Linked DNA regions of Mus musculus: regions 1, 3 and 4 are each linked to region 2. A link is a contact called in public ChIA-PET and HiChIP or PLAC-seq data. All regions are on one chromosome and are shown on one strand. The core of a region is the stretch at or near the end of the contact, and the rest is flanking DNA. Distances in the headings are between cores, read along the strand shown. Region 1 overlaps Kdm4b (lysine (K)-specific demethylase 4B). Region 2 holds the start of Rpl36 (ribosomal protein L36). Region 3 overlaps Kdm4b (lysine (K)-specific demethylase 4B). Region 4 overlaps Rfx2 (regulatory factor X, 2 (influences HLA class II expression)).

What was found. ChIA-PET counts read pairs in DNA pulled down with a chosen protein or histone mark. HiChIP or PLAC-seq counts read pairs in DNA pulled down with a chosen protein or histone mark.
Region 1: an H3K4me3 HiChIP or PLAC-seq map of forebrain shows a contact between it and region 2, with 3 times the contacts expected there. The contact joins the enhancer-like site here to the promoter of Rpl36 in region 2. A contact is called at or near these places in 8 of 39 promoter capture datasets (the 3T3-L1 cell line, cranial neural crest, embryonic stem cells and 4 more), 1 of 484 Hi-C or Micro-C datasets (nephron progenitors), 11 of 115 datasets of contacts at active chromatin or transcription factors (bone marrow-derived macrophages, craniofacial prominence, double positive thymocytes and 7 more) and 4 of 9 other capture datasets (adipose tissue, liver, macrophages and 1 more).
Region 3: a contact with region 2 is called in an H3K4me3 HiChIP or PLAC-seq map of bone marrow-derived macrophages, with 2.2 times the contacts expected there. The contact joins the enhancer-like site here to the promoter of Rpl36 in region 2. A contact is called at or near these places in 10 of 39 promoter capture datasets (the 3T3-L1 cell line, 3T3-L1-derived adipocytes, cranial neural crest and 6 more), 1 of 484 Hi-C or Micro-C datasets (embryonic stem cells), 11 of 115 datasets of contacts at active chromatin or transcription factors (bone marrow-derived macrophages, craniofacial prominence, embryonic basal ganglia and 8 more) and 3 of 9 other capture datasets (adipose tissue, liver and pancreatic islet).
Region 4: an RNA polymerase II ChIA-PET map of memory CD8 T cells shows a contact between it and region 2, with 56 read pairs. The contact joins the enhancer-like site here to the promoter of Rpl36 in region 2. A contact is called at or near these places in 4 of 484 Hi-C or Micro-C datasets (CD4 T cells, the N1E-115 cell line, Sertoli cells and 1 more), 4 of 115 datasets of contacts at active chromatin or transcription factors (astrocytes, effector CD8 T cells, memory CD8 T cells and 1 more) and 1 of 9 other capture datasets (adipose tissue).

What each region holds. Positions count from the first base shown.
Region 1 is chr17:56,378,781-56,381,806 of GRCm38.p6, reverse strand. The region is part of intron 8 of Kdm4b (lysine (K)-specific demethylase 4B); the gene reads right to left. Gm32715 (a long non-coding RNA gene) reads left to right here. Exons shown (of 3, transcript XR_003952227.1): 3 at 1-3,026. Among named protein-coding and RNA genes, the nearest start is that of Gm32715, 8.4 kb to the left of the region's middle. Within about 2 kb of position 1,361, at least 44 of the 459 cell types and tissues checked have an H3K27ac peak or open chromatin away from gene starts, as enhancers often do. A contact at or near this core is called in forebrain, where this site is marked.
Region 2 is chr17:56,612,088-56,615,381 of GRCm38.p6, reverse strand. It overlaps Rpl36 (ribosomal protein L36), which reads right to left and starts at 1,987. Exons shown (of 4, transcript NM_018730.3): 1 at 1,934-1,987; 2 at 1,702-1,796; 3 at 1,341-1,475; 4 at 1,136-1,258. The coding sequence starts at 1,794. The coding sequence ends at 1,169. Lonp1 (lon peptidase 1, mitochondrial) reads left to right here. Exons shown (of 18, transcript NM_028782.2): 15 at 1-132; 16 at 291-508; 17 at 582-746; 18 at 819-1,085. The coding sequence ends at 998.
Region 3 is chr17:56,403,396-56,406,772 of GRCm38.p6, reverse strand. It overlaps Kdm4b (lysine (K)-specific demethylase 4B), which reads right to left. Exons shown (of 23, transcript NM_172132.3): 23 at 2,999-3,377. Among named protein-coding and RNA genes, the nearest start is that of Mir6977, 14 kb to the left of the region's middle. Within about 2 kb of position 1,287, at least 24 of the 459 cell types and tissues checked have an H3K27ac peak or open chromatin away from gene starts, as enhancers often do. A contact at or near this core is called in bone marrow-derived macrophages, hematopoietic stem and progenitor cells and liver, where this site is marked.
Region 4 is chr17:56,817,915-56,821,097 of GRCm38.p6, reverse strand. The region is part of intron 1 of Rfx2 (regulatory factor X, 2 (influences HLA class II expression)); the gene reads left to right. Among named protein-coding and RNA genes, the nearest start is that of Rfx2, 12 kb to the left of the region's middle. Within about 2 kb of position 1,282, at least 170 of the 459 cell types and tissues checked have an H3K27ac peak or open chromatin away from gene starts, as enhancers often do. A contact at or near this core is called in adipose tissue, astrocytes, effector CD8 T cells and 3 more, where this site is marked.

The DNA of each region.
Region 1 (3,026 bases), core at 112-2,611, 230 kb after region 2:
CAAACACGGGACAAAGGCCCCATACTTCCCTTGTGGTGCTGGACCAGGGCTCTGTGCCTAGCTAAACCTTGCCCCAATGCCCCTGGGCCCAGGGTCATCCCCATTAACAGACTGTGCCTGTATACCATGCATTTCTAGAGATTGAAGACTGCTGGGAGGTGTCTCATTTGTAGTAGGGTGCATACATGCTTATTCCAGCTCTGCTGAGAGTTGCAAGCCCTTGACTTCCTGGCTCCTTTAGGGCTGTGTCAGGCACAAAGGTTCTGCCTCAATTGCGACCCTGTCCCTGGGGCTCCCACACTTTGAATCTGTTCCCTCTGCCTCACTCAGAGTCAGGCTGGGTGCACAGCAGTGAGGCCACCTGGGTTCCCAGGATCTTCTGTGAGCTCTGAGCTCTGGTTGGAGGCTGTGTTCTTTTGACAGGCTTGGTTACACCAGAACCCGCTCATGCGAAACAGTGAGCTGGGGGAGGCAATAGCTGGAGAGGAGATGATTAAAACACAGCTCAATAAAACCACCAAACCGGATAGCATGTTACTGCAGGGACTCTCCTGCTCTCACCAGTGTGGCAGGGACAACTCTCAGTCATGGCATAGGAACCAGGGCGGAACACAGCCTGTTGCTGGAGCGGCTAGAATTTGGTAAGGGTAGGGCATGTCCTAGAGGGGACAACAACATTGTCCCCAGCTCACCAACATGGTCACCCATGGCTGGACATATTCAGATATGACTGCCCCTACACCCAGGTCTGCACCACATCCCTTCTATGTAGACGTGACCAGGCCTGGGGTCTAGGAGCCAGGGTAGGGGCACACTACAGGCTGCAGGAGGGGTGCTGATCAACCCTGCTGACCTGATGAAGACTGGGCCACAGTGGGTCCTCTGGATGCCTGGCTCAGGCCTGGTTTGTCAGTTCTTAAAAGTGGACCTTGCTAAACCACAGTACCATACCAGCTGGCTGTGGCTATGCACACCCTTTTTCAATGCTACCATAGCTTTCCATGTCAGAAATACCTTTTAAAAAGGCTGACCTCAAACTTGGGGCAATCTTCCTGTCTCGGCGTCCTGAGTGTTAGGGTGACAGAAGTGCACCAGTCCCATAGCAGAGGAAGGCAAGCTCAATGATTGAAGGGACATTTTTGAAGAGCCATCTGTTTGAGGGAGACACTCTGGCCCACTAAGGGTTACAGCACAGAACTCTAGCTGCGGCTTGGCCCATTTCTGCTACGATTGCCAGCGCTGCAACGGCAGCCAGTTCATTAGGGAGCCAGAGGGACTGTGCACAGGATGATTAGGCGCCAGCTCACAGTGCTGCCTGGTGGGGCCTGTGCCCCTCAGCAGTCTCTGGTGTCATGATGCCCCTTGTGTGGCACTGTACCCATGACAACACCCACCTCACCCCTCTTGGCACAGAGGCCACTTGTCCTGAGTGGCAGGGAGCTGGCAGCACTAGACTGTCTTCTCCCCTGACGGTGCTCTTTGTCTGGGTCCTGTCAGTCCCTGCTTTGTGCAAACCTCAGTGTGACCATCATGGCCTTCTGGGGCAGCCCACAACTTCCCAGCACCCCTTACCATGGGAACCCCTGGAGCCCCAGTTTACTCATAGGGAAATTGGGACAAGATTGTAATGCACAGGCTACATAATGTGGGGTGTCCATGATGTACTCTTCACTTAACCTACTGGGGAGTCAGTGGCAGGGGGCAGGGGGTTATCAGCATGTACCTCCTCCACCAAAGACCTTACATGATACTTAAGAACACTGTTGCCACCAGGGCTGTTGGGGCTTCTGACATGGGGTACAAGGCTAGGATACCCCACAGAGAACGCCAAGACCATGTATTGTGCTGGGGAACTCATGCTAGGCTACCTTTCTAGATCTTCCCTCTACCTAACAGTGGCCAGCTGTACCACAAGAAGGCTGTGTCAGCCTTACACAGGACCCTCTGTGCTCCCACTGGCCTTCTGGGACTCATAGCGCAGAAGTCATGAGACAGGGATGGAGGAGGAACACACTTCACAATAGCCATCATGTGCATACAGCCCTGCCACAGCATAGATCAGGGGCCAGTGGAGCAAATGACCAGCTGGTGGCACGACCTCAGACCCTGTGACTGCAGTTTCAGGCCAGCCTTATGCCTCTCAGCCTGCAACTAACTGTCACCCACAGCAGGAAACAAGGCTGCCAGTTCTTACCTGGTCATTAATCTGTGCTGAGGGCCTGCTGCTACCAGTCTACCACAAGGGCATGACGATATGCAAAGAGGAGGCTACCTCCAGACTTTCCCTCCAACTCCAGTGTCGTATTTCTGGGAAGACTGGCATCTGGCCACAGAAATGGCAAGGGGACAGAGAAGCTGCTGAACGTGCAGCTAGAGCCAGGCTCTCAATCACACCCTGGTCTCACCACAGCTCAGCCTGGTGGGGTCGTGATGAGACCCTTCCCTGCAGTGTGGACCAGGGCTGAGCTTCCCACACTGTGTGTGTGGCCTGTGACTTGCAAAGGCTGATGCAGCAGCCAGTGACAGGCAGGGCTGTACAGGAGGCGCCCCCTCGCTAAGAGAACCCCTTTGATCTAGTTAGTGACCTGTGGAGAATTGCTCCAGCCTGTGAAAAGCAGGCTGGTGGGCAGGCAGGCAGACTGTGCCTCGAGCCTGCCCATGTTATCACACCTGGAAAACTCTTAAGAAGGAAGGGCTGACCTGGTGCATTCCCAGAAGCTCACACCACATCTGCACATAGGTCTACTGAACAGGCCAGGAACCTGGAGGGTATGCTGGACATGGCACCTGCTGGGTACCATTGGCAAAGTTGCTTGGCCTCTCTGTTCCTGTCTGTCAGCCCAGAGTTACCATTCCATGGAGGGTGCTGACTTCACAGAGCAAGGAATGAACCATGTCTACGGGGATCATGTGGGAATGCCTGACTGCCTGAGACTTAAGAGAGTGTTCACCCTAGCTAGCCCCAAGCTCATTCACGGCCCTTGCTATACATGTGGGATGGAAAGTGACACAGCTGGGTGGCTGAA
Region 2 (3,294 bases), core at 738-3,237:
GGGAGGCCCAGACAGTACAGGTGACACCTGAGAACCTACAAGACTTTGTTGGGAAGCCTGTGTTCACAGTGGAGCGCATGTACGAAGTCACACCTCCTGGCGTGGTCATGGGTTTGGCCTGGACTGCCATGGGTGAGCATAGCACCCACATCTTTCTGCCTGGCCAGCTGGCTGCTACAAATGTAAATAAAGACGGGGCCTGGATAGATAATGCAGGCTACCAGTGCTATGGAGTCTTCAAGTGCAGAATTGGAGTGTAAGGAACAAATTTAGCCTTTTCCACCTTCCAGGGGGCTCTACATTGTTTGTGGAGACATCTTTGAGGCGGCCCCAGCCTAGTGGCAGCAAGGAGGACAAGGATGGCAGCCTAGAGGTGACAGGTCAGCTGGGAGATGTGATGAAAGAGAGTGCCCGCATAGCCTACACCTATGCTCGTGCCTTCCTGATGGAGCAGGACCCTGAAAATGACTTCCTAGTCACCTCACACATCCACCTGCATGTGCCTGAGGTAGGCCCATCATTCACCCCCCCCCCCCATAGCACCCATCAGCGCAGCAACTCACCACTGCCTCTCCCCACAGGGTGCTACCCCCAAGGATGGTCCCAGCGCAGGCTGTACTATTGTCACTGCACTGCTGTCCCTGGCTCTGGGCCAGCCAGTGTTGCAGAACCTGGCTATGACTGGGGAGGTCTCCCTCACTGGCAAGGTGTTGCCTGTGGGTGGCATCAAGGAGAAGACCATTGCGGTGAGTGTCTGCCGCCTGTACCCCTGACCACCTCAGGGTGGAAGAGCACCCAGCTGACACATCTTTCCACAGGCTAAGCGTGCAGGTGTGACCTGCATCATTCTGCCTGCTGAGAACAGAAAGGACTACTCGGATTTAGCTCCTTTTATCACAGAGGGCCTTGAAGTTCACTTCGTGGAACACTATCGGGACATATTCCCCATTGCCTTCCCCCGGCGAGAGCACAGGGAGGCACTGGCCGTGGAGAGATGACACAGGGGCCTGGGACTAAATAAATCATGGTGTGGCGGAGCCACGAGCACAGCTGTAGAATCATGAATAAAGAAAACCTTTCCAAAAGCCCTAAGCCTGAGTCTCAGTGTCGCCGTGAGCTCACACATACACAAAACTGTAGGAACCATCTTTTATTGGGGGAGGGTTCATCAATCCTTCTTGGCCGCCGCCTTCCTCATGGCTGCCAGCACGTTGCTCAGCTCCTCCCGCTTTCTCTTGGCGCGGATGTGCGTGCCCACCTGCGAGGAGTAGTCGCATGTCACCCAGGGCCACTGCAGCCAGCCACACCCCCACCCGTGCTCGGTGCAGCACGCTGCCTACCCTCTTCTTGATGAACTTGAGTGCGCGCTTGTCCTTGGACACTTTGAGCAACTCCATGGCTCGCCGCTCGTAGGGTGCGAAGCCGCACACCTCCCGGATCATGTCCCGCACGAACTTGGTGTGTTTGGTGAGGCGCTGCGAGCACAGCCCCGAGGTCACGAACCCCAAAATGGGCCTTACAGGGGGCCGAACGCAACAGCCCACCGACCGACTCCCAGTCTCAGACGCCCAATCAACGACCGGGCCCACGAACCACTCAGACCTTCCCATTCCAACGACACAGAATCTACGCAGGTGTCGATATTCACTTCTTCACCCCCGTCCCCATCTCTGACGAGGCGGTCGCGTCCCCAGCACTCACCCCGCGTCGCCGGCTGTGTCTCGGCTTACTGACGTTTTTCGTCACCTTGTGGCCCTTGTTGAGGCCCACGGCCATGGGGTAGCGCAGAGCCATGGCTGTGGGCAGCGGGGACAAGACAGCGGCTGAGACACGGTACCTCGGCCCGCGCCCGCCCGCATGCCGGCCCGCAGGGACTCCCCATGGGGCCGGGATGCCCGATGGGGGCAGATGAGCCCCGACGAGGCCCACTTACCTGATGCTCTCCGATGGCGGCCGGGACAGGAAGAACGGCACCGCGCAGAATCCTGGGATATATGCCACTTGCAGGCCTTTCCGGCTAGAGAGACAGGCGCGCTGCGGGCGACCTCTGGTGGCCGGAGGTTCTACGGCACCCGTGAGACCTCGGCTTGGGAATCATCCCTTAGGTTAGGAGTTGGAATGCTGCCTCACACTGTTGTTAGCTGTTGAAGTAATTTAATCTCTGACAATAAAAGTGCTTTTGAGGGGAATGGGCTCTGTAGAGATGTCTCAGAGGTTAAGAGCCCTGTCTGCTCTTCCAGAGGTCCTGATTTCAATTCTCAGTTAACCACATGGTGGCTAATAACCATCTATAATGAGATCTGGTGCCCTCATTTTGCCTGATGGTACACATGCAGGGAGACCGCTGTATACATAATAACTAATTAAATAAACAAATCTTTTTAAAAATGACTTTAAAGAGTGCTTTTAAAATTTTTTGTTTGTGTCGGGCGTGGTGGCGCACACCTTTAATCCAGCACTTGGGAGGCAGAGGCAGGCGAATTTCTGAGTTCGAGGCCAGCCTGGTCTACAGAGTGAGTTCCAGGACAGCCAGGGCTACACAGAGAAACCCTGTCTCGAAAGAGAGAGAGCATGTGCCACTACAAACTTGCAGAGGTCAGAAGTCAGTTTACAGAACTCCGTTTGCCTTCGTCATGGAGGGTTCCGGATCCAACAGATCAATAGATCTGTCACAACAGTCACAACAAATCTGTCCGGATCAATAGACTGATCCTTATGAACTGTTTCGTTGAAGGAGTTTCGCGTCCCCTGGAGGCCTTGGGGTAGAGAGGGCTGCAAATTATCTAGAATCACAGGCTGTGCCCCCTCACTCCTCTCCTTCCTCACTTTTTTTCTGTGAGCTATGGTCTCGTGCAGCCCAGGCTGTCCTGATAATGACAGGCGTGTAACACCCAAGTGCTCCAGCAGCTGAGCTGTACTTGAGCCTCCTCCTCTCCTGCCTCAGCTTCCCACACTCCACGCTCTGTCAGCCTGAGGAATTCCAACAGTAGAGAACATAAGAGAATCCAACTCTCATTACGAAGCAGGGCATGGATGTACCAGGATGCAGTACTCTGGAGGGAGCAGAGGGCAAAACTCGTCAGCAGCACAAGTACTTGGATAAGAGTGGGAGGGGCCAACCCAGATAGGCGGGGCCTGTGGGTAGCATCACCCTGGGATGGAGCTAAGGCCCTCGTGGGGATCCTCAGCCTGCGTGCCAAGAGGGTCCACTCTGGTACCCTAGGGTGGCTGTGCTGATGATCAGGCCTGAGAAGAGTCCAAAGAAGGTAGGAATAGGTCCTAGAACACAGGAGG
Region 3 (3,377 bases), core at 38-2,537, 210 kb after region 2:
CCCAGCTGTTCCCACTCTGCTCTTCCCAAGATGCCCTGTGGCTGCTAAAACAAGGGTGGATAAGGACTAGTCATGGTCAGCAGAAGCCCTCACTGCAGTCTCTGGCCACCTTCTACACAGAAGACAGAAAACCATAATTACTTGCAGGGCTGCTTGGCCAGGCTCCAGGGACACAGTTCTGGGAAACGAAGCATAAGTGGCTGGGGAACTCACCCCAAAGAACAGACAGCGAGGAGCTGCCACCCATTTCTGTCATTTGCTAATTCCCCCTTTTCCTGTAGGCGGTGAGGTGTGATGGCTGGAGTCACAGTAACCTTCAGTAGTCGAGAGGAAGGCCAAGGGTTCATGGTGTCACTTCTGAGTTGATGGTGTAAACCATGCCATCACAACCAATCTCAGGCTACTAGTATGATGTTACAAAACAAAAACCACAGGGGCTAGAGAAGTGTTGTGAGTGCCCGACAATGGCTGTGCAGTAAAGACACCAATGAGGGATGTGTTCCGGATCCTTTGGGAATCATCCACTTGAAAGCTGATTACATTTGATTTTTCTTTACATATCACAACTGGTATGCAAAATGCCTGCCGAATGCATATGGTGGTTGAATTTATGCGGCCGTGACACCTGATTGGTGGCCTGAAGGCTGTGTGGCGCAGCCTCTGTGGGCAGCAGCTCCATCAGACACCAGCAGGAAGTCTGTGGGTAGCTATCAGAGTTGCTTCTGTTCGCTTGGGTTCAGAGGTGACATTAACACATCACGGCCGGAGCCCTGACCAAAGTCAATCTCTGGGTTGGTTGTCCCCTTTAGTGCTGGTGTCTACTTGGACGCCCCATAGCTGACAGAGGGAGATTCCAGCTTCTCCATGCTCAGACCTGGTGGGTGAGGCTCACAGCATGAGTGAGACTCAGCTGGGCCATTTGCCGTCTGATTCTGAGTGGGTTGCTCTCACACCTGAATGAGCCCTTCCTAGCCACAAAGCCATTATTTATTGTTTGGTTCTCTAAGACAGGAATTCTCTGGGTAGCTCTGGATGTCCTCTGAAGACTAGGCTGGCTTCGAACTCACAGAGATCTACCGGCCTCTGCCTCCCAAACGCTAGGGTTAAAGGTATGTGCCACCACATACCACTCTAAAAAGTGAGTCTTAAAAATAGTTTTTAAATGTTACTGACAGGCCTGTTGGCACAGGCCCATCATTGCAACATCAGGAAGTGGAAGCAGGAGGATCAGAAGCCCAGAGTCAGTTAACTGTCCCAGTGTCACAGAGGTCACAGTCAGATCAAAGGTCACATCAGCCTAAAGGTACAATGTCCCTGGTACCCCAATGCCAGTGTTGCCTCAAGTTATGCAGACAAGGTGGCACTGTCACTGACATGCCAGCAAGTGCTGGCTAGTCTTAAGTCAATTTGCTACAAACTAGAATCTGAGAGGAGAAAACCCCCACTGAGAAAATGGCTTTGCACAAGCCTGTGGGGCATTTTCTAAATTAGTGATTGATGTGGGAGAGCCTAGCCCACCGTGGGTGGGGCCATCCCTGGACTGGTGGCCCTGGGTTTTAGAAGAAAGCAGGCTGAGCAAGCCACAAGAGCAAGCCAGTAAGCAACATCCCTCCATGGCCTCTGCAACAGCTCTTGGCTCCAGGTTCCTGTCCTGTTTGCATTTCTGTCCCAGCTTCCTTCAGTGATGGATGCAGAAATGTCGATCAAATAAGCTGTATCCTTTCCAGGTTGCTCTGGTCACAGTGTTTCCTTACAGCAAGAGAAACTCTGACTAAGAAACTGATGTGAGACCCAGAACACTCACTACTGCCGAGGGATTCCAGATTGCTGTGGCTTGGGATCTCCTGAGGAGTTGTGAGCTAGGCAAGCCCTAAGCTTGGTCTTCAAGCCTCCATCTTGCAAGGACTAACTATCCTATATCATCCAAGTCCCTTCTTTATAGCCCCAAGTCCCAGAAAATAAATAAAAGCAATAGAGGCATGATCTGGCTGCCAACATGGACTCAGGATGGATATGTGGCACATTCAGTCAGAGCTAGGGTCCTGTTTCTTCTTTTTCTTTTTTAAAAGATTTTATATGTAAGTACACTGTAGCTTTCTTCAGACACACCAGAAGAGGGCATCAGATCTTATTACAGATCTCATTACAGATGGTTGTGAGCCACCATGTGGTTGTTGGGAATTGAACTCGGGACCTCTGTGCTCTTAACCACTGAGCCATCTCTCCAGAACTAGTGTCCTGTTTCTTGTGCATGGCACTGGGACTACGCAGGAAATGAAATGGATTTTGGTCTCCACTCTGTTCAACTGTTAGAAGCGGGGAACATTTGTCATGGCAGGACCCCTCTGCAGCCACTGCATTACCCGGCAGCAGCCATTTCTTGTTTTCTCCAGGCACAGGGCCAGTGACCCCATAGATCACACTCATTTCCAGCACAGGGGCTAGGGCCCTGAGACATATCTCCCTTGTGTCTGCTTTGGTGATGTTCCTGGGATCTGAAACCTGGGTCTTCCGAATGGTTCTCTCTAGGATGTCCAAATGGCCAGCATCGGGAAGGGTTGGGGTTGAGGTGCAGAGAGCAGTGTGGAGAGGGAGAAACATGGTTTTTACGATTGTCCAGGAAGCTGTGTGCTGTAACCATGTGGGGCCCAGGGCTGCATGCTTATGTGGAACACACAGGCTGGACAAGCATGGAGACCTGGGCTCTTGGGCTGAGGGGCAACTGTGGGAATCAGATCATGATTTCCAAACCTGAGAGCCAATGAGTAACAGAAACAGAGGGAGCAGGGCAGGGCTGGCCTGGCTTCAAGCAGGGCTTGGGGAGGCTGGTGCTTCCTCTGCAGAAGAGGTGGAGGCCAGGCCAGGGCCTGCAGAGCGGGCAGCCCAGGTTATTGTTTCCTGTTAGTTGTAGGACCATGCTAGGTTCAGCATCCCAGCCAGGTAATCACTAAGTCATTCTGAGGTTGGGCCAAATGGCTGCCAATGATGTCACAGTGGACCATGTGCAAGTAAAACTTTATTGATAAACAGGTCCACCGCTGGATGTGGCCCAGGGCTGCAGGCTGCATATGTGAGCTTGGCAGGATGTGCCAGGCAGGTTCAGAGCTAGTTCAATGCCCCTTCCTAGCACAGTGCTCCACTCCCACAGGGTCCTGGCCATGCCTCTGGCAGGGCCGCCTTCCCTTCCCTTCCTAGAGGAAACATCTGTCCCAACTTTTTTTTTTTTTTTGGTTTTTCGAGACAGGGTTTCTCTTTATAGCTCTGGCTGTCAAGGAACTCACTTTGTAGACCAGGCTGGCCTCGAACTCAGAAATCCGCCTGCCTCTGCCTCCCCAGTGCTGGGATTAAAGGCATGCACCACCACGCCTGGCCTGTCC
Region 4 (3,183 bases), core at 33-2,532, 210 kb before region 2:
AGAGACCTTGACTTAAATTCACTCTTTATGTACAGGTAGTTGAGGGGCTTTGGATACATTCACAAGGTTGTGTAAGCATTTCCTCTATTTAATTCCCAAACAGTCCATCGCTCTCAACGAAACCTCCTCTCCTGAACAGCGCCCATGAATCCACTTCCAGTATCTGAGTTTCCCTACTCTGGACATCTGTCACCGAGCCCCACACCCTGTGTGGCCTTTTGGTGTCTGGGTCTTTCTCTGAGCCACTGTCCTTATGTCCTTGGAGTGGTAACTGGAGTCCATGGCTGAGCTAATACTTACCTTTGTGCTTCTGCACGCATCGAGCAGCCCTCAGCAGCCTCCCCACCCACCATCTGTTTCCTTCTGGCTCTGCTGCCAATGCTTCTTTTTCCTTGCTGCCTAAGTTTCCGCTATGTAGGTGTGTCCTAGGATGCCCAGCAGCTCTGGGCTAGGAGGCAGGTTGTGGCACTGCCCGTGTCAAAAGGAAGCAGCTGGTTCTGAGGCTTCTTGACTGTGACTGCCTTCTACTGTCCTTGCAGTGCAGATGACGGTGACTCTTATTGTCCTTGCCTGAGGCTGCACCTTTGCTTAAGAAGCTGTGGCCTCGATGGGGGTGGTGGCGCACACCTTTAATCCCAGCACTCAGGAGGCAGAGAGGCAGGTGGATTTCTGAGTTCCAGGCCAGCCTGGTCTACAGAGTGAGTTCCAGGACAGCCAGGGCTATACAGAGAAACCCTGTCTTGAAAAACCAAAAAAAAAAAAAAAAAGAAGAAGAAGCTGTGGCCTCAGTACCACTTCCATGCCCACCACGAGTGAGCATGCACACTGCCCTCTCCTCCTTTCCCTGTTCATTGCCTCCCGGCCCAACCAATTTGCAATCTTGTAAGTGTTCCAGAATGCTAGGTAACAGGCCCTCCCCAGCAACACATATACTTCAATGCCACCTTGAATCCTGAAGGCACCAGAGATGGTTCTTGAGCCCCTTGAGGCGCCTCCTGGAGCCCATGTCGCTGTGTCAGGTCCACCCCACCCACTCACGTTCCCCTGTGCTGATGCAGCCACATTCCTCACCAGGAGCTGCACCCATGTGCCCTGCCAGGCTGGTTCCATAGCCACAAGTCTGTGCTTGTTGCCTTGACTACGCCAGGGCTCATGGAGCAGCCAGGCTTCCTGGCCCTCCAAGTCCCTCCGAGGGGTGGGTGTGTGTCTCCCACAGACACCACCAAGGCAGGTGCTCCTCTCCAGTTAGTGCAGTCTACACACAGCCTACAGACCACCCTGCCCACAGTGTCCTGTCATGTACCGTGAACCACCAATGGCATCTGTGTCCTGCTGCCTGAATACAGGGCTCTACTCCGGAACCTCACACGAGTTCTGTGGTTTCTGCTGTAGTTTGCCTTCTTGCACTTTAAACAAACAGTTCGAAACAGAAACCCAAGCAAGACCTCACCCTGAATGAGATTATTTGCCCTAATGTCAACTTCCCTCGTATTTTAAAATACAGTTGATAATTTTTTGATAATACAGTATGATTCTGAGACACTGATCCCAAATAGCTTTCCTTTGACCTCCCAATTAATGTTCTAGAAACTTTTAGAATCTTCTTCCAGAAACTTGTAAGATCTTTTAGAAACTACCAGTTTCACACCCTGCTGCTCCCACGTTCTCTTGGCTGCCTTTGTCTAGGTTCCCAAACCCCAGCCTCATCTTGTTTCGGACTTTGTGTTGTGCAATGCCAGCCTCCCGCTCTCTGCTCCCCATTCATCCCCCTTGGGCTGGTCTATTTATGGGCCTTGCAGAGGCAAGTGTTGGCAGCATAAGCCCAGCCTTTCTAAATCATCCCTCCCTCCTACCTCCCCCCTCCTGTGGGACCATCCCTGCAAAGCCTCTTGACTTGTTTGGTCCCCAAGTCCATTGCTGCAAAGGTCACAAGGATTTTGCCTCTGAGGTTTTGCACCCGCCCAATTGTCACTTGATCACAAGCGATGTCCTTTCTCTGAGGAAAACAGCCACCCTGCACCAGGTGCGCCTTTTGTTCTGACTAGGTATTCCTCAACACTTATCCTTTTATAAAATTTATTTTTATAAATAAATGGAAATAAAAATCCATATAACATAAAGCTAACCTTTAAATTTTTTATTACATTTATTTACTTTTGTGTGTGTGTGTGTGCACATGTGCAGAGGTCAGAGGACAATTTATGGGGATCCGTTCTCTCTTCTACTGTGTGGGTCCCTGGGATTGAACTCAGACCACCAGACTCAGCAGCAAGCCCTTTCTCTGAGCCATCTTGCTAGTCCTTATTTTGTTTTGTGATCTTCCCGCTTCTCTCTGCTTTCAGATGCCGGGGTGACAAGCATACATTGCCACCCTGAACTTCTGTCTACCTCCTGTGGACCTCTTTACATAAAAATTACTGTGCAGTCAAATGATTTAATTTTTGAGAGAACATTTGAAATACAACCAGGCAATTAACAGTGAATGAATAAGCCTGTTACTGTTTTGTGCTGTGGTGATTTTACAGTGAGTATAATTACCTGCATTAAAACCCACAGATGCCATTGCTTCCATTTCAGTTCGTGATTAATTACTTTATTCTTCTTTCAACAAGCACCACCTTAGCCAGCTGCCCTATTGGATGCTATGATCCCGCGGGATTTTACAGACAGGTCCGGGAGTGCTGTTATGTTGAAAAGCTGTTGAGCTGGGCCTGGTGGCACAGGCCAACCACCCCAGACAATGGGAGTTTGAGGCAGGAGGATTGAAAGTTAAGACCAGCTTGGACAGGTCGGTTAGTTGTTGTTTCAGCTTGGACAGGTCGGTTAGTTGTTGTTTCATGAGGGGGCGTGGTCATGGGTGGAGCCCCTGCCTGGAATCCCCCAGTGAGGGACTGGGGGCGTGGTCCGTGGGTGGAGTCTTCGCCTAGCATGCTCAAAGCTGCATTTACTCTCCACTAATTTTTTAGTGTTTTTTAAAAAAGATTTATTATTTTATTTATATGAATACACTGTCGCTGTCTTCAGACACACCAGAAGAGGGCATCAGAACCCATTACAGATGGTTGTGAGCCACCATGTGGTTGCTGGGAATTGAACTCAAGACCTCTGAGCAGTCGGTGCTCTTACCCCGCTGAGCCATCTCTCCAAGCCCTTTTCAGTGTTTTTAAGACAGGGACTCACTAA